Regions from separate parts of the Mus musculus genome. Here region 1 is linked to region 2. Evidence: chromatin contacts called from public HiChIP or PLAC-seq data. All regions are on one chromosome and are shown on one strand. Each heading gives the region's core, a stretch centred on a gene start, on an enhancer-like site or on the middle of the called end of the contact. The rest is flanking DNA. Distances are from core to core; before and after follow the strand shown. Region 1 holds the start of Ogfod1 (2-oxoglutarate and iron-dependent oxygenase domain containing 1). Region 2 overlaps Amfr (autocrine motility factor receptor).

Region 1 (5,756 bases), core at 1,337-3,836, 55 kb after region 2:
TTCACAAATGCTGTGAACACACACACATATACCCCACATACACAACTATATATATCTGCATGAATGCATATAGCACACATGTGCAACATGCACACACACACAAACCAAACCAAAAAACCCTCTTGACGGTAATAGACAACTACATACTCTCTCTCCTCAGTTGTTCTTGAGAAGGGAAATCAAGGTAGCCAAAAGGAAAAGATTAATTCCAGAGGTCAAATTCTAAACATAAAGTAGCTCTAAAATAATAAAAACATGCCATTTTCAGGGGACTTTAAAGACTATCAACACTTTTGCGGTAGATCCAAAAATGAATCTTATACCAACAATATTAGGAAGAAGTTACTACACACAGTTTTATGTACTGTACAATGCATTACATGAGTTAACTTTTGGTTTCCCCAACCTACATTACAAAGAATTGAGACTAGCCACAACACATTTCTATTGCAAGGGCTATCTCCTACATCCCAGGATCTCAGCAGAACGAAATGTTCCAATTTCTAGCTGTGAAATCTGAGCAGCAGCCCACAAAGAGCATATTCTCCCCCACATCATACTGTAGGCATCTTAAAGCAGAGTGTGCATCTACACACCGGGCCATGTGCATGCACACAGTGGTACACTGGGACCCATCCAGTGTTTCCTGAATGGGAATGGACTGCAGAAACAAAAGATGTACTTGCTACTTAATGGGTAACCCCCTCAGGTGAACTCAAGTTCACAGCACAACAATTTTACTTCTCAACACTGCATTTACACAGGAAGCAAAAGTTACGTGCTCAACCTGCAAAACCGCCTGCTCAAAGTACATGGATTTCAACAACTCTCCCCAGTGGCTGCTGTCAACAGACACAGTAATCAAGGAGAGTTTAGAGAAGACCTATGGTGAAGTCATGCTTCCAATTTTTCACTTTTTTGAGGTGCTGGCGATAGAATCCAGGGCATTCCACACACGAGGCAAGCCCACTACCAGTTAGCAAACAACTCCTGTGCTCCTCCACTCTTTTTAAAGGAGCACTCGCCTCTCCCATTTTATGGGAATCTTATAAGCACTTAAGTGACAGAAAATTAAAGTGCTACTGTGAATTGTGGGACAAAAGTAAATTTGCACAGACACGACTGTCAACTATTTCCACATTTTATAAACCTTGCATTTCATTACCGAAGTTTGCGTGCCATTACTTGTTTTGTCAAAAACAATAGTAGTAGTTGTTCTTGAGAACAGTTCTCAAGAGCTCAACAAGTTTTCAACTTCATGTCACATTTAGTTTTAGGAGGAATGGTTTATTTACTTGAATATGAGAGATTTGTTTATTTATTTGAATATGAAAGGTGAGTCACTAAAATGACTTACACAAACCCCACTCTCAGCAATGTCTTGCACATTTTAAACAAATAACCAGTCTAAACTGGACACTTTTTTCCCATTAGAATCAGCTCCACACTAGGGAATGAGGTACCAAACATTATAAGCTATATCCCAATCTCAATTTCTTGCCACAACAAAATTTTGTTTGAGTGATCCCGAAATGCAATCATCTGCTTAAGACAAAGGTTTGTTGAAAACAAAACAGCCTGCAAACAGGCTGTCGGGACAACATGTAAGGTACCTCCGACCTCTGAAAGTACAACCAGACAACAGAGTGTGTCCTCGCAATTTTAGGTCTACTGGGAGTCTGCAATGATACTGTATGTTGGCACTTTGGTAGACAAGACATACAAATGCAAAAAGGTAGACCAAACAGCGCGAAAATTAATAAAATGTGGCCACTGGATGGAACACTACCCAACATTTAAAGGGGGAAAAAAAAAAACTAGGATGTCAGAGGTTAATCTGGAAAAGTTACTGTAAAAGAAATGTACACCCTACAAAACTGAGAATTGTTCAAATAAACACAAATACATGTGCGATGAAACAACCAGCAACGGATTGAAAGGATACACACATTATGAATTCAAAGCAAACGCAGGTTCTAACCATGGCTGAATGAAGGGAAAGGGGGAAACGAACCTCGCTTTTAAAATAGGAAAACTGCCAAGTCGGGGTCGAGAAACAGGTCTAGGAAAGAAAGCGCGCATCCCGGAAGGGACAACCCGCATCCGGCGTGAGGGAGGAGCGCGCACTGGGAGAGCATCAACGGCCGAGGCCGCGCCGCACTTACAGATTAATGGTGCGCTCCAGGGTGAGGGGCTTGGTCTGCTGGATGTACTTGTTGCCGAACTGGTTGACCCCCCGGGGCCAGCCCGTCTGCGAGCGATTGGGCGGCACCACAGACATGCTGAACAGCTCCGACGCCGGGGACGTGCAGAAAGCGGGGGCCCGGGGAGACGTCCGCGGGGCGGGCAGCGGTTATCTGCGTCCCGCTCAGCAGCCACCACCCGCCATTAACAGTCGAGAGCAAGAGGCGCGGAACACACGCCGGAAGTGAATACGCTCCGGAGGCAGGAAGTTGGGAGGCAGGCCACTGCGACCATTTGACCAATTGCTGGCGGCGTGACGCAATATGTTGATCTCCCATTGGTTATTTTTGTGGAGATCCCGCCTCCCTGTGCTTTACTGCCTTTCCATTGGGTAATGCTGGTGAAATAAGGAAAGAGGGTTTTCGGGAACTGTAGTTTCTGGAGGGAAGTAGCGTCCTGACTTCCTTGGCGTGGGTCTGTGCACCGTGAGAAGATGAACGGGAAGCGGCCGGCGGATCCTGGCCCAGCGCGGCCAATGAAGAAGGGAAAGAAGCAGGTATCGGCAGAGTTTTCGGACGCTGTCACTGAAGAAATCCTGAGGAAGCAGGTGGCTGAGGCCTGGAGCTGCCGGACACCGTTCAGCCATGGTAATGGGGTGCTGTAGGGAGGCGCGGCAGCAAGAGGTGTGGGGAGGATCGCAGCCACCTCCGACCCGGGCGCTGACTGCTGCTCGGTTCATTCCATATTCTGCTTGATTTGGCAAGCCTGGGGAGGAAAATAAATATAAGCTCCGGACACTATGGGGAAGTGGGAGACATGTAGCCTGGGGGTTGAATTCTAGAATCAGAGGTCACTCAGAATCCCTCTGCTGATTGTACGTCATTGGGCAATGCATATAACTTTGCTTAAGGGCCAGTTTCTTCGTTTATAAAACGGAATCGTTAATAGTATTCCCCCTCCGAAAGATGGGATTGACAAACTAATGTTTGTAGACATTCATAAACGTTTCCTTGAGAACCGGTAAATAGCTAGCAAGCGAGGGTCACTCTCCGCTGTTACGTGGACTGTCTAACCCACGCTGGTGTTGAAAGCTGCCAGAGAAGCAAGCACCTGGATTTACCAGTTTTCACGTACCTTGTCGTTGGCCTAAGTGACGCACAAAACCAACATAATCTTGAAAGGAACGATCATTCCAGACATAGCTACAAGTTATTACCTTATACAATGTGACTCTGGCTGGGTGCGTCTTGAATTTTCTCAGACTTGCCGATTGTCTGTTTCATTTGAGTGTTTAAACAGGGGAACCCCTGGGCGCTCAGGACGCAGGCAGAAGATGATTACATAAAATGCAGGCTCCGGCTGCCCAGAGACTTCTCAGTTTCTTTGTCTGTTGCAAAGGCGTAGTGACTATATCATCGATTCCTCAGTTGTAGAGAATATAAATGAAATAATGCTTATAAGGCACCACTGGGTCAAGATTGGTTGTTATTCATAATCTAGTGGAAGTGAAATCAGTTAGAGGTTAAAAACCACCTGTTTTTTTTTTTTTTGTTTTGTTTTGTTTTGTTTTGTTTTTAAACCCAGAAATTTAGGGAAAGAAAGGGTGGTATTAAAGAGAAATAGCCAGCCAGTTTTGCTACTCTTATTATTTGTTTTACTTCGCTCTGGAGAGAATGAGTTAAGAATCTAAAATGTGGGGCTGGAGAGATGGTTCAGTGTTTAAGAGCACTGACTGTTCTTACAGAGGTCCTGAGTTCAATTCCCAGTAACCTCATGGCTCACAACATCTGTAATGGGATCCGATGCCCTCTTCTGGTCTGTCTGTAGAGAGTGACGGTACACTCATGTACATAAAGCAAATAAATGAATAAGTCTTAAAAGAAAAAGAATCTAGAATGCATTTGATGCAAGAGTCAGTAAACTAAATAACTTAAAATAAAAACTAAGAGCTTCCATTGGCGTCGTCCCTTCCACTCATTAAAGCCTAACAGGGAAGCATAGTATCTGAGAACAGTAGTTTTGAATGAGCACAGTTCTTCATGAATTTTAGTCTTTAACGATTGGACTACCAGAACTTCATGATGGTCTCTTCTTGTATTCTATTATGCTGCTTGGTGGTCAGACATACAGAAGAGAGGAAAGACCAGGGTGCTATTTTCCTTCCAACAGAAGCTATTGCCTTGGACATGGATCCTTTCCTTCACTGTGTGATCCCAAACTTCATCCAAAGCCAAGACTTCTTGGAAGGACTTCACAAAGAGCTTTTGAGCCTGGACTTCCATGAAAAGTACAATGATTTATATAAGTTCCAACAGGTAATTTATTCTCATTGCATTCATTGGCTCTTCCTCCCCAGAAATCCCTTAGCTATAAAATCATCCACTAATCATGGCTACAGAGATAGCTTAGTGGTTAAGAGCACTTATCGCTCTTCCAGAAGCTCCAGTCAAGTTCCCACATCGACTTCAGGGGAATTCATGAATCCCTAAAATCACCCAGTGCGCACACCCTCAGGCAGATACACATGCATCCATGCAATTTATCTATTTATTAAGACTCAAGGCTCTAGATTAGGTTTGTTTTCATTCTTCACCTTGGCATTGTCAAACATTCCTTTAACATGACCTTACTGAGTGTTGACTGTGTATTAATTGCTGTGACGGTTATCAGGGAGATTTTTGACAAAGTTCTGCTCTCTACCATCTACAGTAATAAAGATGATAGTGACAGAGATGAAGAAGAAATGCTTTAAGCCTGTAAGTGAGTGGACCATAAACAACGGGATGACATATCCCTGCGCGGTGGCATGGTGGAGAGTCTTCTATTTCAGTATAATAGCCGTTCAAACTCTTGAGTTCATGTCTTGGCTTTTGTGACTTGACATACTGTAGTTACAATATTCTGTACTGCAATATATCTAGGAGGAAGAGAAAACTGTTTTCCTTTGGGCAGTAGCAGAGCTGTTTTGACCCGAACACTGTGAGTGCACTAAGCACATACTCTGCTGTTGCTTCACCTCCAATTTCCCATTCTTTTTTGGTGGACAGTAGAAGTTAACAAAAGGGATTATCTTGAAATCTAAGTTATTTTTTCCTACTCTTAGAAGGCAGCCCTGTCTAGCACAGAAGTACAAGTCGTTGGTTTCCCCAGTATGAAGCCATCTTTAACATGTGGATCATCGCTCTCTCATAAACTCTCTAGGCTTGTCAGGGTTGAAAAATTCAGAAAGGGGCTGCAGAGATGGCTGAGCAGGTAAGCATCCTGGCTGCTCTTTCAGGGGACCTGCATTCCAGTCACAGCACCTAAATGGTTGCCCCCACCCATCTATAACTCCAATCCCAGGGACTGGATATACATGAATATATACCCATACATGTAAAATAAAATTAAAATAAAATGAGGAAGCAGATGAAGAATTATCTCTGCTTTCTTTGCATTCCCCCTTGATTTTATCTGGAATAAGAGAGTGATTAACATCTTACTCTCTTACGCTTTAGCTGATCATCCGCTCAGACCCTACCCCACTCTAGTTTGTAGACCTTGTACATATGATTGAATAACCCAACCTAAAT
Region 2 (5,924 bases), core at 2,022-4,521:
TTCAAACTGCTTCTACTTCTAGCCTACTGTAAGCCAATCAATCTTTCCTTTTTCACCCAAACCCCAAACATTGTCCGCAGCTCTATCACCCCTCCTTCTGTCTTTAAAGCTCTCTTCCCTTCCCCACTTCCACCCTACCCCTTCACCTGAAGGGTGGTACCCTTGCAGTCAGTATTTCTCCTGGTTTTGTACCTCAACTTCTACTTTTCTAAAGATCATTCCTAGTCACACATTCCTCACTAAAAAACAACCCATGGCTGTGCTCTCTAATCCCAATACTCAGGAGGCTGAGGCAGGGGGATCATGAGTTCAAGCCAACCTGGACTAGAGAACCTATCTCCGAAAGCAGGGAGACGAGGGTGTAGTGCAGTAGCAAAACCCTTGCCTAGCAGGCCCAGGCCCTAGACTTAGTGTCCAGCATGAGGAAAGAAGAGAAGGGGACAGAGGCAGAGGGGAGGAAAGAAGGAGCCCGAACATATAAGCAATACCCAGGATTAACTCCCAAGAGCTCCACCAGGGAGGGAGAGACCAGGGAGGGAGAGAGGAAGGGATGAAAAAGAAAAGAATTTCCTTTGACAAACCCTTCCCAAGTTCCCAGTACAACCTCACCACAGCCTGAGCAACTGTTTCCTTCCTATACACCAACCATCTTGCCAACCTTTGAGCTTACACACAACCCACCCTTCCCAAGAAGACTCTTGTCTGCCTTGAGGGCACTGCAATTGCTGAGCTGAGTACAGTCCACTCACAGAGACACACTTTTTGTTCCTTTGCTTGTTTGTTTGTTTTTGTTTTTGTTTTTCGAGACAGGGTTTCTCTGTGTAGCCCTGGCTGTCCTGGAACTCACTCTGTAGACCAAGCTGGCCTCGAACTCAGAAATCCTCCTGCCTCTGCCTCCCAAGTGCTGGCACTAAAAGCATGCACCACCACACCCAGCTCAGAGACAGACTTTTAGCCAGGTTTGGTGGCACATGCCTTCAGTTCCAACACTCAGGAGGAAAAAAGGCAGGCAGGCTGTTCTACATAGAATTCCATGTCAGACAGAACCCTATTCCAAAAACCAAATACACAGCTTCAGAAAAATACAAAAACAAAAAGTATTTGGACAATTTCCTTGAGCCAACAGCATGCCTCAAAGTTACAAGGTGCAGAGACATGCACACACACACACACACACACACACACACACACAACACTTTGGAGGCAAAGAAACAAAAAAAATGTATTTGATAATTCTTATGTAATTCTTTATATTGTTCACTCTTGTTGATACTTCCTTCTGAATGTTTGCTTAAATCAAGGAGTCTCAGCGTGGGCTTGGGTCACAGTAAGGTAGACCTGGTAGTGAGCACTGCCACAGGTAAAACACAAGCAAGTTCCCGACTGGTGTGGGCTGCCTGCCTTACTACCTGAGCACTCACTAGTCAGCACCAGCTTATTATCGTGTCAAGGCTCTGAGGTAGCACTCTTAGTACATTCAGGCCTGGATTTAATCTTTTGTTCCAGACAGGGAGAGAAGAGGGGAGGGAGACAAAGAAGAGAGGAGTGAATGGAAAGAAATGGAAGTGGTCCCTGAAAACTTGGCTGTGCTATGAGAAACCAGCAAGGTCATGCACCCTATCCCCGCCACCCTATCCCCGCCACACTATTCACATGTCATGGAGCTCCTTGTGCCCTCCTGACCACTCACTAGTTCTCATCTTAAACAGTCAGCAATTCTTACCATGGCATTTAGCTGAGAGTTGCTTGCCTGCGTGATGCCAAGAATGTTGGTAGTGTGCATCACTTCAACTGAAAAACTTGGCAGCCAGCTTGCAATCCGGGACCCTAAGACAAATCAGAGTCCAACACAAGAATTAGTGCCCTGGTCCCTGCCCCAGTGTCATCTGTTTCCAGGCACTCTACCAAGTGCCTGAGGGCTTTCTTTATGCTTTCCTTTTTTGCCAAGTGTTTTCTCCAGATTAGTTTATTCTGTCCTCACCAAAACCTACACGTGCTTTCCACTCCCCTGAGAGATGTGACTCTGGCCCCAACCTTGGTCTTTGGTCCCTGAGGCACTGAGAAGTTAGGGAAACACATCCAAGACCACACAGGTTAATGACGTGGCAGAACGTGAGGCCAGACAGCCATTCCACCTGCAATCCCTTCTCTCGTCAAGGGTTCCCATGACTCCGAAACTGCTCTAGCAGCTCAGGTCCACTCCTCTGCTACAACCAGCACAAATTACTCCTCATGTGGATGAGCCATTTCCATCATTACCTTCATGAAGTACTTTCTGCTTAATATAACTTAACCTTGGTCTGGGCATTGTGCTGAATGCCTTGTTTTAAATAGGTATAGGGGTGTTCTCTTACCCATTCAAGAGAGGTACACACCTCCATTCCCTAATATACACCTTTACTCTGATCATTTGGGAGACAGAGGCAGAAGGATCTCTGTGAATTCAAGGTCAGCCTGGTCAACATAGTGAACCCCAAGCCAGCAAGGGCTACACAATGAAACAGTGCCTTGCGGAATGGGGGGTTGGTTACCTTAGTTTTCAGATTATAAATTCTTTTTCAAAGCGTTCTCCAACATAGGTTTGTGGAGTGATGTAATCATTAGCAGGTGTCGTTTCTATTGTTTTAGGATCACAATTCAAAGCCATCATGTGCCAACTACAAAACATTCAGATCAAGCTTCAGAGCTTCATGTGTGGGGTTGTATTGCTTTACGACCAAGCTGCAGCATGCGATACAAGGGATCTTGCCAAAACAAGGGACAAAGTGATGGGATATATATATATATCTCCATCTCCAAGATCTGCCAACACATTTCAGAAGCTGTACCTAGTAAGCAAGTCTGGTGGTGCAGGTCTGTAATCCCAGCTTCTTGGGAGGTACAGACAAGAGAATTAACAAGTGAAAAGCCAGCCTGAGAAACATCATGAGACCCTGTCTCAAAGAGAAATCAGAAAATGGCTGGAACTACATGGCTCAGAGGTAAGGGGCTGGACTAGCACGCTGAGGCCCACATGGAAGAGTTCAGCACTGAGCGAGAACAAGCTTGTGCTTGGCTCTTAGGAATCGCTGTCTGTCTGGAAGCTTTACCTGTCAAATAAAGCTGACTGGCTGGCTGTAGCTGAGGCAGGAAATTCCATGGGAAGCAAGGATTCTGGGACAGAGCCAGATGTGAAGGATTTGCCCCAGGAACATGGAGAAGGGCAGAAGCATGGGAGAGGAACAAAGGTAACCAGCCACATGGTACAACTAGAATAGAATAATGGGATGACTACTCTATGAGTCAGCTGGGAACAGTCAAAGCTTGCGGCCAAGGTGTCTGTAAATACCGTTTGAGTCTCAGGAGCTCGGGGCTGTGGGGAAAAACCCCACTTTTACACTTGGGATGGTTCTCTTTATGAGTCACCATGTAACCCCAACTGGTCTGGAACTCTCTATGTAGACCAGGTTGGCCTGAAACTCACAGAGATCCGCCTGCCTCTGCCCCTGCCTCTGCCTCCCATGTGCTGGGACTAAAGGTCTGTGCTCTACTCCCTTTGTTAATAACAGAACCAAAACAGCTCCTTGAAGCTCCTTCAGACGCTGGCCTCTTCTCCCCTTGAGCCTTTCAGGACTGTACCAATACTCTTACGATATTTCACCCTGAGATTAACTTAAATCAGAGTCTGAACAGCACCTCTCCTAAGAAAATTCCAGAGCAGGAATTCATCAACCCATGGCACTGGAATTGATGGGCTCAGTATCCACTGGGAGGCGTGACTCCAGGAGAGATAGATAATCAGCCCCTATAAATACCCATGACTTTAGAATCCAAGCTGCAGGACTAGCCATGCTTTATGAAGAAAGCAACAGGGCTCCCTTCAGATTCCACCTATGTCCTCCCTGAGAGGACAACTCAAGGAACCTTCATCATAAGTTTACATAACACACCAATACAACCAACTTTTAGCAAAGGCTAACTATTGAACTAGTTATGTGGGTTCCTTAAAGACACACTAATTCAGTTTCACTACTTCCACCTCCCCACCTCACCCTCCACCTCCTTTGTTTTTCAAGACAAGGTCTCTGTGTAGCCCTGGCTGCCCTGAAAATCATTCTGTAGACAGGCTGGCCTCTGCCTCCTGAGTGCTGGGATTAAAGCCATGCACCACTGACCGTCTCACCCCACTTATTAATGACACAGAATAACCCCTCAGTTCCACCTACTCATCCGTCCACCCTGAACACTTCTGAAACTGAGGCATAAGGCAGACACGGTGGCTACAAACCTGTAAACATAACTCTAGAGAAACTAAGGCACAACAACCCTAGGTTCAAGGCCAGTCTGTGATACACAGAAAAAACAAAAACAAAACAAAACAAAAAAACCTGTATTAAAACTAAATAAAGGAAGTTAAAATGTAATACAAGGCTGGCAAGATAACCCATCAAGTGAAGGTTCTTATCTAAACCTGATAAGCCAGTTAGTCCCCAGGATCCGTAACACAAGAATAGAACCAATGTTCACAAATTGCCCTCTGACCTCCACAGGGATACCATGTAGTATACATATACATGCACTACAAACATAACCACACAGAATAAATGAATTTAGTAAAGGACAGTAAAAAAATTTTAAGTACTAGTAAACTTGTCTATACAGGGCAGTTTACAAATCCTAACAGTATCACTTTAGCAGAAAGCCACACGGATAGCTGTAGAAGTTGGAGCCACTTTACCATCGAAGTGGAAGAAGTGATTGTGCTGGTTCAAGCGAGGCCTGCCTTCGGCAGCTGCTACAGGAACCAAGTTCTCGTCCAGGTTCTCTCCTTGATGGTCTTCCCTGGCACGACTGCCATCAGCAATATTAAGAGACATTCTGCATGTTGGACAAGAGGTGTCTTGTTCTAGCCAAGAACGAAGGCAGGAGCTATCAAAGAGTTCAAAGGAAGAGATAGAACATATTCAATTCTCTTCAGCATATTTTGTGAGAAATCACCAGAATTACTGTTTTTCTCATTTCGCTTTACTTGTATTTACCAGTAACCAGATGTAAATGCTGACAAATACTTGTGGCCACCACCTCTACTGCAGACATCTACCATCCTCTGGCTATGGTCCCTCCTCCACCACTTCATGGCCTGGCTTCTCACCTCCAGCTCCATTCGGCTACTGCAGAGCCCATGTGGCTCACTCAGCCAGCATTCAGCCTCTTCCACCCTGGACTGCTTTACTCCAACGATCTTCCTATTTACTACACAGCTACCGACCAATATGGCTATAACCATGGCCTTTTCTTCAAAACACTGGCTCTGTAGAGCTCATTCACTCCTCTCTATCCAGCACCTCACTTAAAATTCTTCAGTGGTCCCTGCCCATCCAGCAGCTCTCCAGCCCTGGCCGACATCTACCCCACTGGCAGACACACTCCTTCTTCCACCATGAATCCCACGCTGGCTTCTATCTGATTCCATCAACACACCAACTCTGCCCTCTGCTGGAGCTGCTCCTTGTGCCTCCCATTTTACACCCTCCTGACCTGCTCTGCCTTCAAAGATCTCACTCCTGCTAAAAGTCACTTCCTCCTAATCTGAATCAGATTCCTATGTTACTACTCTTCAGAGTCCTGTTTCCCTCCCTCCCTTCTCTCTCTCTCTCTCTCTGTCTCTCTCTCTCTCAGTTTTTTGAGATGGGGTTTCCCTGTGTAGTCTTGGAACTCACTCTGTACACCAGACTGGCCTTAAATTCAGAGATTCTACCTCCTGAGTGCTGGGATTAAAGGCAGGCACCAGTACTTCAGAGGCCTGTTTTTCTAAAACACACCTCTAAATCTAGCAGTAGCAAAATACTAAATCCATGTACAAAATTATTTTTCTTAGTCTTGATAGCTCTGAAATATGAGATCTTCTCTGATCTTGGAGATTTATGGAAGGGCCAAGCCTGTGA

The links. HiChIP or PLAC-seq counts read pairs in DNA pulled down with a chosen protein or histone mark.
Region 1: a CTCF HiChIP or PLAC-seq map of CD8 T cells shows a contact between it and region 2, with 10 read pairs. The contact joins the promoter of Ogfod1 here to the enhancer-like site in region 2. A contact is called at or near these places in 1 of 15 datasets of contacts at CTCF or cohesin (CD8 T cells), 7 of 484 Hi-C or Micro-C datasets (the MNK3 cell line, colon epithelium, granulocytes and 2 more), 10 of 115 datasets of contacts at active chromatin or transcription factors (the 230-238 cell line, CD8 T cells, the SCID.adh cell line and 5 more) and 3 of 9 other capture datasets (adipose tissue, liver and pancreatic islet).

What each region holds. Positions count from the first base shown.
Region 1 is chr8:94,034,612-94,040,367 of GRCm38.p6, forward strand. Ogfod1 (2-oxoglutarate and iron-dependent oxygenase domain containing 1) reads left to right here and starts at 2,587. Exons shown (of 13, transcript NM_177767.4): 1 at 2,587-2,831; 2 at 4,354-4,499. The coding sequence starts at 2,678. Nudt21 (nudix (nucleoside diphosphate linked moiety X)-type motif 21) reads right to left here and starts at 2,428. Exons shown (of 7, transcript NM_026623.3): 1 at 2,166-2,428. The coding sequence starts at 2,281.
Region 2 is chr8:93,978,595-93,984,518 of GRCm38.p6, forward strand. It overlaps Amfr (autocrine motility factor receptor), which reads right to left. Exons shown (of 14, transcript NM_011787.2): 9 at 4,718-4,908; 10 at 1,724-1,827. Among named protein-coding and RNA genes, the nearest start is that of Amfr, 31 kb to the right of the region's middle. Within about 2 kb of position 3,272, at least 44 of the 459 cell types and tissues checked have an H3K27ac peak or open chromatin away from gene starts, as enhancers often do. A contact at or near this core is called in CD8 T cells and pancreatic cancer cells, where this site is marked.